Linked DNA regions of Macaca mulatta: region 1 is linked to region 2. A link is a contact called in public Hi-C data. All regions are on one chromosome and are shown on one strand. The core of a region is the stretch at or near the end of the contact, and the rest is flanking DNA. Distances in the headings are between cores, read along the strand shown.

Region 1 (4,793 bases), core at 403-2,902, 130 kb before region 2:
TTCCCGCCATTCTCCTGCCTCAGCCTCCCGAGTAGCTGGGACTACAGGCGCCCGCCACCTCACCCGGCTAGTTTTTTGTATTTTTTTAGTAGAGACGGGGTTTCACCGTGTTAGCCAGGATGGTCTCGATCTCCTGACCTCGTGATCCGCCCGTCTCGGCCTCCCAAAGTGCTGGGATTACAGGCTTGAGCCACCGCGCCCGGCCTATTGTATTATTTTCTTAATATTTCAAAACACCTTTGAACAAGTCAGAATTTCCTTTTTTTTTTTTTTTTCTCCTTTAAAATTGAGTCTGAGTAACTCGTCTTGTGTTCATTTATTCTACATTCCCTCAGCCTGCATTCTCATGAGTCCATTTTGCTCTATATTCATCTGGACATTAGACTACTTTGCAAATATTACCATTTCTGCCCGTTCTTTCTGTACTGCTTGATTGTCAGCACCTGGAAGACAAACACCTCATCTTCCATTTTGTCTGGATTTCCCCCACTGAGCCTAGAAGACTGACTTAACACTGACTAGTGTGCTGTGTGCTTCACGCGGTGGGTGCTTAATAAACATTTTAAAACAGTATTAAAATGTTGAATAAATTTGACAGCAGTGCTGCTTCTCATCATTTCAAACGCCAACACTTTCTAGGTCCCTTTTCTAGCAACCATTTTCCAACATACCTACATGCCTCCAGACATTTCAGCCAAGCTGGGCTCTCTTTTGATCCATCTTTCTTTGCCCGAGTTATGGAAATATTGTTTACATTTTTTCCCCTGAGGAGGGAAACCCAAAGACCCTGCTGTGAAACTTGAAGTTGCTTTTTCACCTTGGTAATTGGGGGAGAGGAAAGGACAGCAAGGATAGAGAAGGTTTTATTTCCAATTACTTCAGTTTTCGCCCCAGATCGTCTTTAACAATAAGATACAATGCCCCTATGAGTATTTTCACATCTTTATGTTTTTAATTCTTTGCATCTGAAGAGTGCTAAGGATTTTAGGCAAGAGGTTTTAGTATTTTAACTAAGATGATTTCCTCATGAGCTTTATTCAATACCTCATTTTCTTCTTGACCTTCTATAGTCAGTCAGGCAACATTTCTCTTATAACATCATTTGTCCTATTAATCATTATTTCTTACCTGTGAAAAATAAGCTTACACTTAATGTTGTATGAATCTAGCATGGTAACGTACAGAAAAGCTTATTCTCTTCTTCTTGGGTAGGGAATTCTGTTCTGCTTAATCTATTTGTTAGCTTATTTAATCCTCACAACAACTTTGCTAGGTGGACAGGAGTCATTATCTCCAGGATAAGGAAAAGGAAACTCAGAGACGTTAAGTGACTTATCCAAGTGACACAGCACTGTTAGACCCACACTGAAAACCCGGACTTCTGACTCCACAGCTAGTCCCACACAGCTCAGCTTTACATAATAGGCCCTGGTTGTGTCAGTAGAGACAAGGCTGCTAGGAAGAAGCAGCCGAGTGACAGATGAGTAGGTAGGGAGCGGCGGTGGGGCAGGTCGAAACGCGAGAAGAGCACTTCGCGCATGCGCATATCACTGAGCGAACACGGCCGTGTTCAGGAAGGTAGGAGAAAGAGGCGGAGCTCCTTGTTAACGCCATCGCCAACCTCTGCTAACGCGCAGGCGCGCTTCCTGAAGCTGAAGGTCCGCATAAAGACAAAGGGCCTCAGAATCGCGCAGGCGCAGTTGTGCCCTGGGTCGCCAAGATGTCGACCTCAAAGTACAAGCCGTCGCACCTGGCCACTCTGCCCGAGAGCCTCGACCCAGCTGAATACAACACATCTCCGGAAACCCGGCGGGCGCAAGCCGAGCGGTTGGCTATAAGAGCCCGGCTGAAACAAGAGTACTTGCTTCAGTACAACGATCCCAACCGCCGAGAGCTCATCGTGAGTGCGGGGCCTGCCGGGCGGGAATAGGGTCCGAGTCCTGGGAGAGACCGAGAGACCACGCAGTGTGTCGGCCACCGTTCCCGATCAGTATCGCAGACGCAGGTCTTCTTCAAGGCCTAGCCAACTCACTACCCTTTCACCTTTGCCAGAGCTTGGCCCTCGAGAGGACCGGCTCTGGAGTCAGACCTGGCTCGGTTTGAATCCTTGATCACTTCCTGCCTGCGTGACCTTAAGAAAGTTACTCACTCTGCTTATCCTCCCTCGATTTTCTGTCTGCAAAATGGGCGTAATATAGTGCTTACTCTTTTATCAGGCTGTTAGGATTAAATGAGATAGAGCGTGTGACTGGCCTAACACAGTGCCTAGTTCGTAAGGCGTGTTCAGAAAATGTTTCCCTCTCTATATATGCATATATATATATATATATAATTTTAAAGAGCTGGTGTTTACTTTTCAGTTCACACCTCATAGGGGTACTGCTCTCTCCTGATGAGAATACAGTGATTCCTTCAGCCTGCATCTTTTAAAGACCCTGCAGCTTGTTGAAGTTCTAGGCTTTGGAGTCAGAACCCAAAGCACTACTCATTGGCTAACTCTATTACTTTGGGCAACTTTAACTCCTCTGAATTATAGTTTCCTGATTTCATATATAAATGATGTGCATTCTTTATAGAATTATGAGGTTAAATAAGATAGTCTGTGTAACATTCCCAGCACATAGTATATGCCCAGTAAACTGGTAATTAACAGGTATGCTTCTATCAGATAGTTTTCTATACAGGAGCTAAATAGGTCAAATACGATGTTAACAGAACAGGACATTTCCCACACGTTGCGTTGGTGTTTTGGAATTTTGGGAAGTTATGAGGATTGAATGAAAGTTACAATGTGCCAGGCACTGTGGTAAACTTTACATATCACAACTATTTGGATAATTAAGCTCTACTACTGTCCCCATTTTACAGATGAGAAGACAACGTGGGAAGGACAAGTAGGTCATATAGAGGTGCCCCTTTAGCAGGTGATAGAGCAAAATTCTAACCCTGGTTTGTGTAACCCACAGCGTCTGCTTTTAACTAGTAGGCTGTACTGTCTCCAGCCAGAACCTTGTTAACTTGGGAAGAGGGTGCAGAAAGACACATTTATTACAAACTCACATGATTGGGTTTGATGTGTTAGTGTGATGCATTAAAAGAGAATAAGGCCTCAGTCAGACCTGAAACTGAAACCAAGATCTTCTATCTTCTAGCTAATATGCCTCAGGGTAGTTTCAATTTTCTCATGTGTAAATAGAGGTAATACTACCAGTCTCTTTGGTTTTGTTGATTAAATGAGTGTGTGACACTATCATTCATTAATCAATACATGTAAATTGTCTTGCCTAATTTTTTTTTTTTTTCTTGAGAGAGGATCTTGCTCTGTTACCCAGGCTGGAGTGCAGTGGTGCGATCTCGGCTCAACTGCAACTTCTGCCTCCTGGGCTCAAGCTGTCCTCCCACCTCAGCTTTCCAAGTATCTGGGACCACAGATATGCGCCACCACGTCCGGTTAATTTTTTGTATTTTTTATAGAGATGGAGTTTCATCATGTTGCCCAGGCTGGTCTTGAACTCCTGAACTCAAGCGATCCTCCTGCCTCTGCCTCTCAGAGTGCTGGGATTACAGACTTGAGCCACTGCGCCCGGCCATCTTGCCTACTCTTTAAGAATGATTGATTGAATCAGTAAATAATTGCTCAGGGTCTATTATGGCCCTATTTTACATGCCAAGATAACAATGGAGATCAAAACAGGCAAAAATTCCTGTCCTTGTAGAACGAACTTTCTAGTAGGGGAGACAAGAAACAAGTTAAACAATTAAAATCATTTAACATATTAGGTAGTGGTAAATGATTTAAAAAAAAAATAAAGCAGGGGAGATTTGGAGTGTGAGTGAGTAGTAGGGGAGGGAGGTAGCTACAATCTTAGGCTCAGGGAAGGCCTCTGTTTGAAGGTGATATCTGAATAAAGATCTGAAAGAAGTGGGGTGAGGGACCTCGCTCTCTAGGAAAGTAGCATCAGGGAATAGCAAGTGCAAGGGCCCTTAGGCAGGAGAGTGTCAGGTTAATTGAAAAACACTGGAGAGACCATTGTGATTAAAGTGGAGAAAGGTGAGGGCAGAGTGGGACAAGATCACACCAGACCTCATAGGTCATTGTAAGGACTTTTACTGAATAGGGAATTTCGTGATCTGGACTTAACAAGTTCTCTGGCTGCTTAGTTGAGAATTGACTATGGGGAAAAGGACAGGATCAGGAAGACTAGGAGGCTTTTGTAGTAATCCAATCTGTTGATAGTGGCTACCAGGGTGGTGGCAGAAGGCGATGAGAAATGGTAGATTCTGGGTGTATTTTAAAAGTAGAGCCAACCAAGTTTGCTGATAGACTGGATGTGGTGTATGAAAGAGGAGTCAAGGATGACTCCGAGGTTTTTGACCTAAGTGATTTTAAGAATGAAGTTGCCTTTTACTAAGAAACACAGGAATGTGAGAGGAGAAGGTATGGAGGTGGAGTAGACTATTGGGAAATCAGTTTGGGATATGTGACATTTTAGACGCCTGATAGACCGTATGTCAGAGTTGAGCAGTTGGTTGGATATTGAGTCTGGAGTTCAGGGTGGAGTTACAGGGCTGGAGGTAAAATGTTGGGAATCATCAGCCTTTAGATAGATTATTTAAAGATTATTTACTCCCTTGACACTGTCAAGGGAGTAAGTGTAGATAGGAAAGACCAGCAAGGTCTGAGGTCCGAGGTCCAGTATTAAGAGATTGGGGAGATGTGGAGGAAAAGAGCAAAGAGATGAAGAGAAAATGGCCATAGAGTTGGCAGGAAATCCAAACAGGTGTGGGCCTGG
Region 2 (4,617 bases), core at 797-3,296:
TGCTGGGATTATAGGCAAGGGCCACCTTGTCTGGCTAAGTCATTTCTTTATATATTTGTGAAACCCTCAAAATTTTATGAGGGAAATGGTCTTTATTTAAAAATAAACTTTCAACAAAGGCAGAGGAAGTGTAAAAAGTGTATTCTAACCTGTCAGACTGTGTACTATTAAATGACAGTTAAAAGGAGACTGACAAAATTGCCTTTTAAAAAGATAAAAAGACAATAACTAACTTTGCACATAAAGGTTAACATTAGTGAATGTGTGACAACATCTGCACATAAAGGTTAACATTAGTGAATGTGTGACAATATCAATCACTTTCCTGGCCATCACAGCTGTGTCTTCTGCTTCACAACTAAACCATAAGGGTGGGGGGGTGGGGGTAGGGAAGCTTATCAATTGCCTGATTACTTTTCCACATTTAATGTAGCAGCTAATTCTACCCCTGTTATATGATGCATTAATTCCACAGTTATAACCCCAGAACCTAATACAGTGCCTGCTGGAAAGAAAATAAATTGACTAGTTGCAGCAGTTTGCAATATGAAGGGATTGTTACATACAACAGAAAATGGAATTATAGAGGACAGAAAACACTCACTTAACATATCGTGAAGAAGTCTGTTAGTTCTGGATTCTAAATTCTACTCAGTGATACTCTTGCTAAGTCCCTTTAGGCCACCATTACTTTCTTTATCTGTAAAACTGAGTGATTTTATTAAATTAACTTTGGCACCACTTCAAGCTACCTGATAGAAATGAAGTCGACATAAATTGTGATTATGTCCATTGAGTTTCAAAAGGCAACTTTCTTAGGGGAATATTAAATAATGCTCTCTGTAAAATATTTCGTAATGCAAATAATACTCAGGGCAATGTGAAAACAGTCTTAACCTATCTTTGCCGGCCACAATTTTATTTAGTTTCTGTTAAGCTAGTTTTCAAGCCTCTCCACCTCCAAGCATCTAGCACAATGTCTCTGCTCACAACACACGCTCTTAGGCCAACTCCAGAAGAGCACATCTATAAAATGCAAGTTCAGCATTTATTGAAGTTACTAAGGAGAGATGAACTGGGGATTATGGAAGAAAAGATAAGGGCAGTGAGGTGGGAGCTGGAAATCCAGAAGTCAGCTGTAGTTCTCAAATGTCCCAGGGGTCAAAATAATTTTTCTTTGCATCCATTGAGATAAAAAAAAATAATAATTTTAACACTAGGATTAAATTCGGCTCAGCGTTAAATCCTAGCTGCTTCAGAATAAAACTCTTACTTTAATTTCTCTATCGTACAGTCTAGGACATAATAGGTTTTCAATGAAGATCAAACGAGAACCAGGAAGTCAAGAAGCTCAGTTAAGAATAAAACAGGACCACCACCCAATACGTCACTGCGTATTTATAACTTAGCGTTTAAGTTTGTGGACTCTGCGTTCAAAAGGATTCTGCCACTCACATCTCTCTGCCTCACTACTCTCATCCGTAAAATGTGATCATAGGACTAATCTCAGAATTAAATGAGTTAATGTATGAGAAGCGCTTGCCAGTTCACGTTTGTCAGTGCACGTTTGACTTCCTTAATGAACAAAATCTCTTGAAGGCACGGTCCTACTAACTTCTGTACCCTTAACACAGAACTCCATACAATACTCAATGCCTGCCTTTTTTTTTTTTTTTTTTTCCAAATAAAATAACTGACAATACACTCCAGGCTGCAGTCTTCTGGGAGACTGATGTGGAAAGCCGCGAAGGAAAAAGACCCGGGCTCCGCGACCCCCACCCGCGCGACGCCGCCGCCGCCGCCGCGTCGTCACACGGAGCAAAGTCCCCTGGGAAGTGTAGTCTTCAGGACTTCGGAGGGACTTCAGCCACGGGCCGAAGAGCCAGGGAGTTGAGGGAAGGAAGGTAAGGGGAGGGTTACTGGGTAACTCAAAAGTGTCTGTAGCCCCAGAGGTGGGGTAAGACGCTCACCTGAGTCTCCCAACACCAGTACCTTCACCCGATCCAGGGACGCCATCTTGCCACTGCCTTCCTTGGGTTAACGCCTGTTCCGGGATTGTAAGCCAATCAGAGTTGGGCATGGAGGGCAGAGCTTTCAATTTCATTGGCCGCTCGGAGCGTGACTGTCTGAATCGAAGGCTTCACTGAGCTGATTGGCTGGTCTGGTAGCGGGGTGTTTCCCCAGATGGTCGCAGGAATAGTGCGTTTTCTTTGTCGCGTAAGAGGCGTGGCTCATTTAAGCCGGTAGTTGAAGAGCTGAGGGCAGCTGTAGTGGGAGTGTTCCAGGATTCGCTTTGGTAAACCTTGTTCCCTGTTCCTTGTTCGGAGTTCCCTGGCCGGGCATTGCATTTCATGATTTCTTCTTCCTTTCGCTCCCTCTTAACTGTCCTCCCCTATTGAATTACCCTCTTGCCTTGGTCCTCTTGGTTCTCCAAAGAACCATTGACCCCGGAACGGCCCGTGTGGGACCTCGGGTAGGGCGGGCTTGGGTGCGCCGAGTGTGGCCCTAGACCCAACTGGGAGAGTCCGAGGGAGTTTGGGGTCTCGGGGTCTCGCAGTGGGGAGGAGTGCATATCACCGAACGCGTCTCGTGAAGGGCAGCTGGGTCCGGAGGTTTCGCGGTAGTTTGCCGCTATGTGTTCAGTGAAGGCGTGGAAAGTGCCATGAAATGTGGTACCAGAACACCGCAGTTAGATGTGTAGAATCCCAGGTTGTTCTAGAACTGGCGTAGTGGTGTACTGAAGTAATCTAACTGGACTCTTCGCATCCAGCTTTTTTCTCCATTCTGCAGTCAGCGCACACTTTTAACATCGTGAATTTGATCCACTCACCTCCAGCTTAAAACTGTTTTAAATTTAAGAAGAGAGTGCCCAATAGCCTGTCCAATTCTACCGTGGAAGCAAGAGTGGAGGAAGTGAAGCGGGGGGAAGCTGGCAAAATGAGCCATGTTGGAACAACACGTGTCTAGGACACATAAGGAAAGTTTTATGGAAGTACTTGTCTGGCTGTGCTAGATACTGGAAATTAATTGGTGAACAAAATGAAGTCTGGTCTTAGAGATAGACATGGAGAAAGTACAAGAAGGGAGAAAGAGCCATGGAACATGTGAGAGGGGATGATTGTACGCTACCTAATGGGGAGTCTGGGAAGGCCTCTATGAGGAAACGTCATTTGAGACTTGAAGGATGATTAGGAGAAGGGGGTTGGCTTAGTTGTAGGGGCAGAAGGAACAGCTTGTGCAAAGCTGTGGTAAGCACGGAAAGCACATGTGGCTTATGGAATTGAGAATATGCTAGTGTGGCTGGATATGAGGCTGACAGAGTAGACAGAGGGCAGAGGGTGCATTCTTTTCAACTTTGTTTCTCTAGCTCCGTGTCTGGTGCACAATAGTCCTTAAATGTTTATATGATTAAAATACACGTGTCTGGACTGGGGTAGGGAGGTGAGGCTGGGATATGACTCATGGACTATGAAGATCAAAGGAAGAAACAAAAGGTCCTAGGAGGTACCACACTCAGAAGTCTCCAGAGACCAGCCATACTCCTTCCCTAATAATGCCAGCTGCTATTCGTCTTCAGCTTATTGTTTCCATGTGGGACCATGGGCTCACTTTTTCCTCAGATATTTCCAATTTTTCAGGAGGAGCTGGAAGTTGAAATTTATGTGAACTCTTACAATTTTTAAATGTTGACAACTAATTCAGAAAATTTTTGAAACATTTCTTTGGGTGAAACAATGCGTTGGGGGGCTGCCAGTTTGAGAATTCTTACCTAAGACCTCTAGAGATTGAGTAAGGAGATTCAGTGTGAGTGGGAAGTGGTGGAGGAGAGAAGTTAGTGGTCAGGAAGGAGGATTTTAGAATGCACAGATTTTGAACAAGGTGGCACAGCTTCATTTCATTCCTAAGCTCTAGTTTCATTTGTTCAGCTACCTGCTGGGCATATTCAGAGGAATATCCTATGGTATTTCCTCAGAGACACTTCTAAAAATGATTTCCTCATTTCTTCCATATCTGCTCCTCTTCAAGTGTCACCTATTTCTCATGGCAGTACTTTTCCTAGCTACACTGGCTCAAAACAGAGCTATTTAAGATTTTTCCTACTCTCATATTCTGTATCCAATATATTTTGTTGGGTCCTTGTTATTTTTTTTTCTGTAATAACTTTCATTCATTCTGTTCTCTTCTTGCAATTTTTTGCCTTCTTCCGTAGTTTGATTTTATACACCCAATACTTCCACATTGCCTCCACCTTCACCCATTTGAGTCCATTCTTCATATTGGTATAAGAGTCGTTTTTCTAAATAGGGGATTTATTATGAATGCCAGTACTGAATTGAACTCTTATGCCAGCCCTGAAAGCAGAACACTTTGCATTAATTATCTCACTGAGTTCATACATTAACTGTGTGAGCAGGGGACCGTTAATCACTTTTTTTTTTTTTTTGAGGGTCATGTCCTGTCACCTAGGCTAGAGTGCAGTGGCTCAATCATGGCTCATTGCAGCCTTGACCTCCTGGCTCAGTTGATCCACCTCAGCTGGTACTACAGGTGCACGGCACCATACCTGGCTAAGTTTTAAAATTTTTATAGAGGTGGGGTCTTACTGTGTTTCCTAGG

What was found. Hi-C and Micro-C count contacts between places; a contact is called where the count stands out from the background.
Region 1: a contact with region 2 is called in a Hi-C map of fetal cortical plate, with 2.9 times the contacts expected there. The contact joins the promoter of NDUFB4 here to the promoter of RABL3 in region 2. A contact is called at or near these places in 6 of 14 Hi-C or Micro-C datasets (CD4 T cells, blood, cortical neurons and 3 more).

Annotation. Positions count from the first base shown.
Region 1 is chr2:163,120,759-163,125,551 of T2T-MMU8v2.0, reverse strand. It overlaps NDUFB4 (NADH:ubiquinone oxidoreductase subunit B4), which reads left to right and starts at 1,652. Exons shown (of 2, transcript NM_001266522.1): 1 at 1,652-1,900. The coding sequence starts at 1,721.
Region 2 is chr2:162,994,440-162,999,056 of T2T-MMU8v2.0, reverse strand. It overlaps RABL3 (RAB, member of RAS oncogene family like 3), which reads right to left and starts at 2,046. Exons shown (of 8, transcript NM_001194507.2): 1 at 1,971-2,046. The coding sequence starts at 2,016. GTF2E1 (general transcription factor IIE subunit 1) reads left to right here and starts at 2,250. Exons shown (of 5, transcript NM_001260889.1): 1 at 2,250-2,296.